2 separate regions of the Gossypium hirsutum genome follow, and region 1 is linked to region 2. The links are chromatin contacts, called in public Hi-C maps. All regions are on one chromosome and are shown on one strand. The core of a region is the stretch at or near the end of the contact, and the rest is flanking DNA. Distances in the headings are between cores, read along the strand shown.

Region 1 (5,883 bases), core at 42-2,541, 520 kb after region 2:
TGCATTGTGTTCGGTCGATAATTGCATTGCTATAACTTCCTTAGCCCCTCTTACTGATCTGCCTAAGACTACTCTGGAATCACCAGCATTTGCAATGTATAGCAGTCCATTGCAGATCACTCCCGTCAAACAGCACGATCCGACCGATGCCATTTGCGGCTTAACCAGCCATTGCTTCCTCACAAGGGAAAGAAATTTGTCTTCTGTTGCCAAGAAAGCCTTTCTGAGAACATTTGTTGACATTTCTTGATTCTCAGACACAAATGCTGCAAATCAAGGGAAACATAAATAAGCGTTAAGCCAACCTATATAGAACTGCATAAATGATTAGTCCAAATAAAACGTACACTTAAAATTGCAGAAAAGGTTGTAATTGATGAAGCTTGAAGCCTCAGGTCCACCATGTCCATCATACACACCAATGAAAGTCCCGTACGGACCGGAACTACTCGAACTCAACAATCCCGATTCAAGTTGGCTTTGATCCTCCAACAAACTATTGGCTTGAACCACTGCCATTGAAAAATATCCATAAACATGTTGCCCTATATCTTTATACCACAGTAAACCATCAAGGCACCCTCTAGAATCACCCTCAATAGATGGTTTCCAACAGGATTTAACCATTTTCAGGTAATCAATTTTTCAGCAAATGTATGATATATATGTGTTCATAAAACCCTGATAAAGAAGAAGGTCCCAAGGCTCATTCAGGGATCAAGTTTCTGTTTGTTGTACAATACTAGAACCCCAATACTTGGAACTATATAACCAAGAATTAGACACCATTATTATCAGACCTATTCCGAGACAAGGAAGGACCAAGTTGGGTATGGGCTAACTCAACTGCTGCGTGTGAAGTTGAGACAAGAAAGCAATAGTTTATGTGAGTTCAGAGAATAAGGGGGGGGGTGCGCTGGTGGCTGAGTACCTTGAATCTGGATTAAATGTCTTTGGTCCCTTCACGGTGTGCCATGTTTCGCCAACAGACTTAGCTGGAAAAGCACCTTGGGATTCGATAGAGACAAACTTTTGTCTGAGATCAAAATACGAAACGGATAAGAGGAGAGTTTGGGGTTTTTTTGGCAGATCTTGAGTTTTGTTTTTTTTTTCTTGGGGAGTCAGAGGAGATCCAATATGAGAAATAAAAAGAGATTTAAATCACTGGCTTCTGACATTGTTGTTTTTGTTATTGTAACATACTTCTTTGTTGCCTTTCTGGTTTTGTTTAGTCTCTTTCAAGTGGTTTTGCCCTAAAACTATGACAGATTTTATTGCATGGCTGAGATTTCAAGTTTTCGTTTCTGTTTATTTGCAATCATGAATGAATAATCCAAGGTTTTTAGGCAAGTATCCTTCCATTACTATTTTCATACTTGACCCTTTCCTAAACATGTTAAAGCATTCTTAATTTTAGAAAAATTCTGTTTTTACCATATAAAGCTTGGGATTCCAACATCATCATAAAAAGAAGAAGTGGAAAACCTACTCATATATATATTATCCGGCAATTTGTGTACACCAAACATATTTCATTTTCTTCCATACATATTAAGGAATATGTGTAAAAGAAGAAAAAGGGTATGATGTCCTTTTCAGTACCAAAGTTTTACTGATGTCTTTGCCAGCTATTAATGATCAAAATCATGTTTAATTATTCTGTTGGCTATGAGTTTGTGATGAGAAATATGAACAACTGGTTTAAATTGAAAAGAAAGGGAAGGATGGGGGGGTCCATTGCTCTGGCACTGGATTGATGGATATATATTTGGTAATGGTACATGCATTCTTTCCAGTTCTTGTTCAGCCAGCAACTGGACAGCATTGAGATGAGTTTGGCTCACCTTCCATCTACAGGACCATTTTCAGCCATCAACACCATATTTCTCACTGTACATACATTGATGGCCGAATAGCATTTAATCAGATTCTTGTACTTGTCAACAATGTCACCTTTTTTAGGAAAGCAGATTGGAGGCTCAATACTTACTCGTTTACTTCAGAAGAGGACACAGTATTTGTGTTTTTAATTTTTAATATGATGTAAAATATGGGTTTCTTCTTTTTTCTTTTCTTTCACTTTTGATGCTTTATATGTTCAAATTCAATGGCGTTAAAGTTCTAGCTTCACCTGTAAATGTGCATTTCCAAAATGTTGCACGCAAAATCCTATCTTAAATCACAAAACTTATAACCCATACAATTTTTTTTTTTGCAGTAATGTTAAATTTAGCTATGTAGATTTATATTTTTTATCAGTTTGGTTATTAATTTTTTTCTCTTTTTTAGTTAATTTTAGTCATTAATCTTTCAAAAAGCGTCATATTGATCGTTCTTTTAATAAAGATGATGAATAAAATATTAATTCTTTTAACCATGTTGGCATGACTAATTTGTGTGACAAAGAATTTAAAAAGTATCAAAAATCAAAATTATAAAAAGTTCATAAATTTAAAAAAAAAAAACATGGAGTATGTGTGGATTGCAATGAGGATTGAAATTAAAGTTTTGAATTAGTATTTCCATTAAATAACAACAACTTAACTTTTTTTAAAAAGTTGGTAATCAAATTCGACTCTTTTTAAAAGATTAAGAGTCGAATTTAGCTAAATAATAATAATAATGATCAAATTGACAAAAAAATATAAATATTTACAACTAAATTTGGTATTATACTTTTTTTTGAGACAAACATACAAATTATTATTACTTGACTAATAATTTGTTTGTTAGGATATAATTGTGATTAAGTTGTTTTATGTTGGTCAAAACATGTTGTTAGTTTCTATAGTGATTAAATTTGATATTTAAACTATGTTTGATAAACTTAAAAACTTTAAGTGTGTTGATAAAAAAAATTACTAAAATTAAAAGTTAAATTTAAGTTATAAAATCATTTGGTGTATTATTGAAAATTAAATATTAATTATAATTAGATTGTTTAATAAAGGATAATATAATCTTAAATGAAATAGAATAAAATAAAAATAATTGAATTTATTATCTATTAAGTGATAAATAGGTCCCTATCTACTTATCATTTTCTACACTTTTTTGTTGAAAAATTTTATCTAGTAAACTTCATTGTGGTTTATCGAAGGTGTAGTCAAAAATATTAATTTACAGTTGATTGAATTTTTTTTCAACGTTTTATCAAACATGACATTAGTTTTTGCATTTAAACAATATAAGTTTAAATCTTCTTACCTTTTTTAAAAAAAAAATACTAATCTAATCATTAACATTATCAATATGTTCTAGCAGAATTTGTCTAATGTGACATGTTTATTTTTTGTCAATTATCTATCATATCATATGAGAGTAGCCTGATTAACTTGAAATTTTTATATATATATATTTTCAAAATATAAGTATTGACTATATATTTTATAGCTTAGTATTTGACACACTAATAATATATTTTTTTAACTTCAGTCACGTGTCACATTTCATTTGTGTATATATATATATGGAGTTGTTTCATGTCTAGAATTTGTCTAGATACAGAAAAATGATAGTCTTACCCTTTTATTGGTTTTGGCGGTATGTGCATGGATGTAGTTTTCTGCCTTTGCTTCCCTCTTGAACACATGATTGATAAGTTTCCCTCTCAAACATGTTATTAATGATGTTTTATCCCAACGTTGATTGTAGCGGCTAGTTTTAATGTTTTATTACGATTTTCATATTGTATTACTCGTGCAAAAAGGTGACTGAAAATGAATTGTTTCCCCTTCGAACGATACCAATAGTCTCTTACTTTTTAAAGAAAAAGTCTATGTTTGTATTTATGAAGCTAAAATCTTCATGTTTCGTTCTGAAGTGTCATAAGTTGTGTTAAGGAACAAAGAAAGAGGTTAAAATAGTGGAATGAAAAATCAAACTGATAATTGCGACGGAGCAAGTTCTCAAAGCAGGAGTAGTTCCGACGATGACAACGATGTAAGGCAGATGTTGCATGATTTGTTAGGATTCTTTGATAACGATAATTTATTGGAAGAAGGTAGTGATCATTTATTTAATGGTGTTGGCAACAAATTGAACACAACAGGTGAAGCCATTAGGGATGAGGGTGACGTTGAGTCTTCAAATGAAGAGACATGTGAAGGCATTGGGATGAAGATGATGTCGAGTCTTTAAAAGAAGATGATGTTGTTCATGAGGACCCTTTTTTGGACTTAGAATCGGAACCGATAAGAGGGATGTGATTCAATAGTTACCAGGAGCATGCTAAATTGAAAGATTTCAGTATGATGAGGAGACCACTTTGCAGAAAGAAGTACGCTTTATTGTCTTGTGATAAAGGTGGCAAAGTTGGTGACAATAGAAGTAGCAAGTGGATGTCGTGCAAGGTGAATGCGGTAATAGATGATGATGTAATTTTTGTAACAATCTATTTAGAAAATAGTGTTTTTAGGCGCAACGAAAGTTTAAAATTCTTTTTTAAATTGAGTCATTGTGATATTTATAGAAAATGTGCATTGTGTAAAGGTAGTCTAGGTCATATTCCGACTTTTAACCGATCGATCTTCTCCGTTATCCTTAAACTCTGAATTGCTTTGAGTGTGAGCTTAAACAAATCGAATCAACAAACATAAACTTTATTCAACTTTCAGTATGAAAATTAATTTTCTTTATGAACTAGAAACTGAAGTATTTTTTTTTTGTAGAAAATAGAATTTATTCTTAAAATAAATTGCCACTATTGTCCAACAAAATATTAGTGCTCAAAAGATCTATATTGTAGGTTAACTCGTAATTCTTATTTATAGAGCGTGCAAGAGTTTTGTTTGAATAAGATCTAACTAAATAATATTTTAATACGAAGTATAGTATTCTACATAGGGGCAATGGCACACCCTCTATGGGATTACGGTTTGTTGCCCTTCACACATGGGGTTGGGCTTTCAAGCCCTTCACGAGTAAAATTATATGTGTTATATTGACTTTTATCCAACACTTATAATTTATTCTAACTCAATAACTATTTTTTATTATCCAAATAATTATTTTAATTAATTAACTTAACTAAATTAATTTCTCAATTAAATTATGTTCTCAACTCAATTTTAATTCTGTTAAAGTCATGACAACTTTGCCGTATTAGAATCCATTAGGAAAATAATTTAATTATCTTATTCAATTAATTAAATAATAATCCAAATAAATTAAATTAAAATTTCTAAGTCATTTTTTGTACTTGACAAGAAAACATTTTACTGCGAATAGTGCTATATGCTATCTTTTCCTCTTACTTATCGTTTCCATCCATTGCATAATCTATCGATTCTATATATAATTTGTTTTGGGTTATCTCAAGCTAGTTGAGGAATCGGTTGGTCAAATATAATTAGAGCTCAAATAATTTGCAATTAAATTTTGATTCTTCGCCTATTAATTACAACTTTTTTAATCATACAGTCATTCCACTATAGTACCACGACTAAACTCTCCCTTATTATATACCATTACAAAAATTATTCAATTAATGGTTGTCCAAATATCTTGTCATAAGTGTGGGATAAAATTCGTTTTCTCAATATGATCATATTTTATCTTATAACATCCATTACATCTTTCGATATAAAAAAAATCAATTACTAACACATAGTAATTAAATTATTTGTCTTATAACAAATGATTCCTAACCAAGTTCCTTTTTGAGCAACCATGCCACAACAACTCTTTAGAATATTTTAAGTCAAAAATAAAATCAGTAATAAAAGTATAAAACATAGCAGTATGGAGTTATATTACTTCACACAATTTTGATGAAATCACATTATATGAGCAATATCGTCCACTCCCACCTTCTCTTTTGATAATACTCTAGAACGACATATTTTATGTTCTAATTGCATGATTATTTTGAGCATGATCCTA
Region 2 (6,401 bases), core at 3,293-5,792:
CTTGCTGGTTGATGGTTTGACTTGTTCTCAACATACATAAACACACAAATTACTAAAACAGAAAAACATATATGATTCATACATGCAAGCAAACCTAACTTACTGGACAATAACACCTAACAAGACAGAGTCTTACTTTAGGTGCTACGAACTTAATTCAGAACGGAGACTTGATGGTAGAATATTCTATGAGATAATTTCATAGAATTAAGGGTCGTTTTTATAGACCTTAGAGCCCTGACAATTTTAGGATACCCAACTTGACTTTAGAAAGATGTTTCTTGCATGTAAAATATTCCTAGATACACTATATCTTTAATTCTTAATTTGAGTCTGACACAATTTTTTATTGGTGAACCCCAGTTCACAACTCAACTGGTGAACCCTAGTTCACAACTTACCTAGTGAACCCTAGCTCGCCAAACAGACTAGCGAATCCCTTACCACATCTTTTGGCATACATTGCTAGTGGCGAATCCCTTGTTAGTACTTTTTTGGTGAACCCCCAGTTCATCAAAACACTGACGAACCCTCTATTTCAAGGCTAAAACTTTTAGGACTGATCTCTGGATGTTACACATCCACATTAGTAGAAAAGTCGGCCAAACTAGTAATAATTGTAAGGGGACGAGTGAAGAAATTATTATCACCTGCATTATCTTGAGGATCAACCTCAATAGTCAGGCCCTCAACATGGGAAGGAGCAACCATTCATTGTTGATCCCCTTCCACAGTTGCCTAGGAAGGAGCCCCCTTCCTTTTCTTATTCACCCGCTTCAATAGGGCAGACAAAAATGTATACACCTTGTTAGCATGCTCTTTACAATGGAAGCTACTAAATCATATCATCATCTATGTTTGGCCTTGCATAGACAAAAAAAGTCAAAAATAAATTATTAACCTAATAAGGACTAAAAACGTGATGATCTCTTACAATGTCTTCTTCTCATTTATTGAGTGGGAGGAAAAACGAAGTCAACCTCCTTCAAAATCTACATTGTCCAATCTTGGATGGTCTCATAAGGACCTTTACTCGGGGGAAAGGAGAGGCAGGGGATCCACTATTATTGATCAAAGCATAGGTTACTTTCAGTTAGGATGAGCCCTTATGTTCACCAAATGGTTCCAAGAATCTGGAATCCTCCCCATAAGCATCTTAGCTATGCTAGACTCGTAATCAAATGGGTATGAATAAGTTCAAGCTTTCCAGCATTCTTCAAGGTCAAATCATTCTGTAATATTTGCGTTAGTGAATCCACAATCTCCTGCGTCAAAGAGGCAATACTTGAATACATTCCGGAGAGAGACATAAGTAAGACCTCTCTATTAATAATTTTAAATTGCTCTTGAGCCTCGAGATCTTCAGCTATAAAAGGCTTGAGGTTATAAACATCCCAATGAGGCAAAAGCCACTTGGTAGAGATGTCGAAGTCACTCCTGAATTTTAATTTTACAGTAAGATATTTACAACGGTCAATCCTTATGTTGTTGGTCATCCAAAAGAAAATGTGTTTAACTTAAGGGTGCCCCTGCCTACAGCAGAACCACAACAACTTAAGTTGTTTCTTTTGATCCCTCCTAGATAGTTGATATAGGTTTTGGAAGACCTTAAGCTTTGGATCCATCCCTTTTTCTTGGCAAGGGATATAAATCTAGTCAACAACCATCAAGAGGTTCCAAATAGTTGCTCGAGATTTATTTTGTAAAAGTTCAAAACCTTCTGTATGAAAGGATGAAAAGGGAGGGTAAAACCCCTTTCTAATGCGTACAATGGGAGGAAAAAGCATGGAGGTTTCTCATAAGTCTCAAGCAAGCCATTCTTCCTTTTTATCTGAGATACTTCATATAGAGCCATTTTGTGACGAAGCCCCTAGGCTTTCACGTCATTCGAGGATGATTATCTTCTCTTTCATCACCAACATTTCTGGAGGAGCCTACCTTTCCCTCTTGATTCCCAGTCATCGAAGATCTAGAGGACTTTGATGAACCAAATTGAACTTCATTAGACAACATTGTTCCAGAAAATGAAGAAAACAGACAATAAAAAGAAAATCTCTTACCTTGAGGATGAAAATGAAGAAGAGAAGAACAAAATCTAGAAAACTTGAATAAAGGGAGAACAATACTGAAAGCAAAGCAGCTAATGCAAGAAATTGATGGTTGAAGAAGAAAAATGAAGGATTTTTATAGACTTTCTTATCCAAACGGTGCGTTTCAAGTAAAATAAATAATGTCCCGAAACCATCCAATACTAAAGTGACACATGCTCAAATGGGATATTCTAGGTGAAGCACCATCCAATATGTGTTAATTAAGATTTGATTTTAATTATTATTGTTTAAAATTTGGTTTTAATTTTAGACTTAAATAACCATTTTTTCTATTGATATCTTTACCTACGTAATTTTAGTTAATAGCAAAATTAATTATTTTAAACTTATAAATAATATATATCTTTGAAATAATATTCTTTAAAAAATTCAAATATTTAATAATTTTATAAAATTAATTTATGATCAAATAATATGAAGTTGGTTTTAATTGTTAAAATTTTGTCAATTGTATAAAATTGTATATAACATAGAGTGTAATTTAAATATTTAAATATATAAATTATTGATATTATTCAAATAATAGTGCAATTTTAATATTTTATTTCATTTTAAAACAATAAAAAATGAAAATAAATAATACAATTCCCACGTATTATCATATTAAGTATATCAGATTTGAATAAATTAAGTTCTCTTATCACTTAAGATGTAAGAATTTATAATATATAATATATGATATATAAGTTGACATATAAATAAAATGGAAGCAATTAGGAACTTACATTTTGTACAAAAGCTAGATTCCCAATACGAAAAGAATAAAAAACAAAATATATAGGCTCTGGATTTTCAAAGCACCGAATTATACGTCGAGGCGAAGAAAGCAAAGCACCTTGGGTGGGACACGCAAAAGCTAAGTAGGTTGACGTTGCACTTTGGGTGCCTAAAAGTTTAAAGGCTTCTACCAAAACGCAACAGCTAGAGGTGGACGACATCGTAAATTGGATGATTTAAAATTTTATTTCAATGGCTGATTTAGTCTGGTCTTGTTGATAATATAAGAGAATAACGTGAGTTCAAGTGTATTGAAATATATTATCTTCTTATTTATAAATTAAAAAAATTATAAATTTTATAATTTTAAGTATTAATAAAAAAATTTATTTCAAAATCAAATCATCCTAATATGTGCTTCTAACACAATTTTTTTCCTTCCAAATGTCCAACCCAATCTATTACCAAATATTAAGATAAATTACCTCCAAAAATGGCAAACCCTAATTACCCTCCCTGAACCAATGTTGCCGCCTTCTTCTCCATACACCTCTGCGCTCCTTGATCGATCCTAAGTCCTCTATTTACGGTACATTAATAGTACACTCCTCCCCTTCCCAATCGTCTTCGTCATCAATTCACACCATCACTTTTGGACTTAATATTTCCCGGTTCAACGACCCCTAAATTCAACTTATACAATCCTCCATACTTAGTACTTTTAAGTGGATTGGATTCAGAACTTGAATCGTCGACTTTCTTGTAGCCTTGGACATTGTTACTTCGGGCTTGAGTTATTAAAAACTCAACTTCTTAAACTTTTTTGAAAGATAAAACTAAGGAAATTAGCTTAATGATATGATAAAGAGAAGATTAAACCTATAAAAATCTATGCAAATGTTGTTATCAATCTTCCATGGAATCGATCAACCAAGACCAAGAAATAAAATCAAAACTTGACCTTAAAAAAAGAAAAACATAATCTTTGCATTGTAGTTAAACTAAAACCCCTATAAATCTTATCGAAAAATAATTTTTATGCATCTAAATTTTTTATATATTGTTTAAAATACTTTTATAGAAATTTTCAATTTTTAAAATAAAAGAGCTTTCATTTTTTTTATAATTTTTACATAGAATCAAGGTTAAATTGATAGGGAATATAAAATTTGAGAATTAAATTTATTATTATACCAATTTAACAAGTGTCATGTTACTGATGAATTAGTTAGGGTGTAAATTTTTTTTTTTGAAAATTTTAGGAACTAAATTGTAATTTTTTTAATTAAATTATCAAAATGAAAATTTATTTATAATTAAATGACTATCGATATCAAATATAATTAGGTTCCACTAGATAATCGAAATAGTGAGATTAGATTCATCTTTCTTTTAATCTTGAAATGGAAAAGAAAATTTGAACCCACCCATGCATTATCACATTCATACATGCCGCATGATGGTTATGCCTTTTTGCTTAGGTAGAATTTACCGTACCTTCAGTATCCCATCCATTCTAAGGTGATGGGTACATTAGGAAACTCATTGTCATGATCTCAACTACAAAGGGGGAAATTGGGAATGAAATCCCTAAATAGGGTAGTTATGGATAATGTATCCGATGGTTAGTTAAACTCACATATGGGCTAATATCTATATGTAAGCTGATAGATAATAGGCTACGAGGATCACAGACGTTAGGGACCGAGAAAGATGGGCTAGTTGATTAATGGGCTTAGTTTTATGCTAATGGTCATAGGCATGATTTGGTCATTGTAATGTCTTTTCTTCCTTGTGAACGAAAATTTCAGAATTCTCTTCTTCAACCTTCTTTCTTCAAATTCTTCCATAAATCCAAACTTGTCACTGCTAAGGTTGTGACAAATTGGTATTAGAGCTTACAAAGATTTACTAGTCGAGCTGGGAAAGCCAAAAAAAAGTAATCACCATGGTGGGAGCAGATAACACTAGATAAACAACTTCAAGAGCAAATGCAGGTGGTGCAACATTGGTTACAAGTTGTGCAAGAATTCCCAAATGGTGGGAAGAGCAAAAAACTTTTGATGGTGGGAAGAGTAGAAGCCATCCATGAAAATGGTGGAAGTGAATTGTGATGTTCTTTTGATGTTAATTTGTCTCTAGGACAAAAAGGTAAATGCCAAGAGCAAAAGCTTTCATTATATATATTTTTTCATATATATATATAAATGGACTCAAGATTCTCGAATTTTTTGTATTCATATGAATACCAAATTAAAAGAAAAACAAAATATTTTGAAACATTCATTATTTACGTTTCAGGCTTACGAATTTCATATATTATTTAATTTAACTTCTATGGCTTTGGATAGTGATATTATGAAAATATTATATGATTAAATTAAAAGCAATCATAGTATTCAATTGAATCAAATATAACTTTGATAATCTTCAACAAATATTCAGCATGACAACCAATAATACAAGTAGGAAAATATAACATAAACCATGAAATAAAAAATTCATTTATATATTTTTAAAATTTATAAAATTTTAAATTAATAATGATAAAATTATACTTTAATTCTTAAAAATATAAAAAAAATTGATCTATCCTTTAAAAATTATAAAAATATAAATTATTAAAATAATAAAAATACATTCAAAATATACCATTTAATTCGTACCCAAAACATTTCCCACGCTTTCAATACATACTCATTTCTATTAATAGGAGGAAACAATTAACTCATTTCCAACAAAACGTGCACTAAACACCAACATTTCTTTGTCCTCAAATTCTTATTTCATCATACTGTGATATTTATTAATCGTACACAGGACACAAAACATAAATTTTGATCAACATGTTTTTCACAAACGGCAAAGACTCGTAAACATCAGGCACAAGACAGCAGCATGATCATGTTGGATGCTTTTGTAAATCCCCTTTTCGGCATCCGCGAATCTAAAACATGGTCAAAGAAATTGTTAGATTATATAGGAAAAATGCAAGAGAATTTGCAGAAGGGGATGAAATAAAAAGTTGGTTGCTACTCACCCAAGCTCCGAAAGCTTCAAATGAGATTCAGCATAGTCAGCAAAGAAGGCATCCTCATCCTAATAAGGCACAACATTATTCATAACTAAAAGTTCCAACTATTACATATATATATACATGTACTGGTACAAATGAACCGCACTTGAGAGATAAAATAAAGGTTGCATATGTTAAATCTATATGATATATATAACAAAAAGCTGAAAGATATGAATTGATACTTACTGCAGCATATTTGTGGACAAGAGGGCGAAAGACAGGATCTTCCAAAAGTGCTTTGTCGGTTGGCAACTGCATCAGACCTTCTTTCTCTCCACTGACAAGTTCTCTGTTTCAAACAAGAATGTAAGAACATGGGTCACAATGCAATCAAGTTGGAAACGATTCGAGCATCAACTCACAACAATAATTTAAGTACTAAAAGAGCTGTTACTTGAAATAGGAGTTATCAAAAATGAGAGGATTCGAAGTCCAGGGTCCCTCGAACCCAGAACGCTCCTTATGGCACCTCCCCTGTAATAATAATGGTTTCA

Evidence for each region. A called contact is a pair of places that touch in the nucleus more often than the background predicts.
Region 1: a Hi-C map of leaf shows a contact between it and region 2, with 2.0 times the contacts expected there. The contact joins the promoter of LOC107948342 here to the enhancer-like site in region 2. A contact is called at or near these places in 4 of 34 Hi-C or Micro-C datasets (all in leaf).

Annotation. Positions count from the first base shown.
Region 1 is chrA04:69,705,357-69,711,239 of Gossypium_hirsutum_v2.1, forward strand. LOC107948342 (probable protein phosphatase 2C 38) reads right to left here and starts at 1,292. Exons shown (of 4, transcript XM_016882850.2): 1 at 348-1,292; 2 at 1-266. The coding sequence starts at 627.
Region 2 is chrA04:69,184,994-69,191,394 of Gossypium_hirsutum_v2.1, forward strand. It overlaps the pseudogene LOC107949273. Among protein-coding and RNA genes, the nearest start is that of LOC107948335, 44 kb to the left of the region's middle. Within about 2 kb of position 4,543, at least 3 of the 9 cell types and tissues checked have an H3K27ac peak or open chromatin away from gene starts, as enhancers often do. A contact at or near this core is called in leaf, where this site is marked.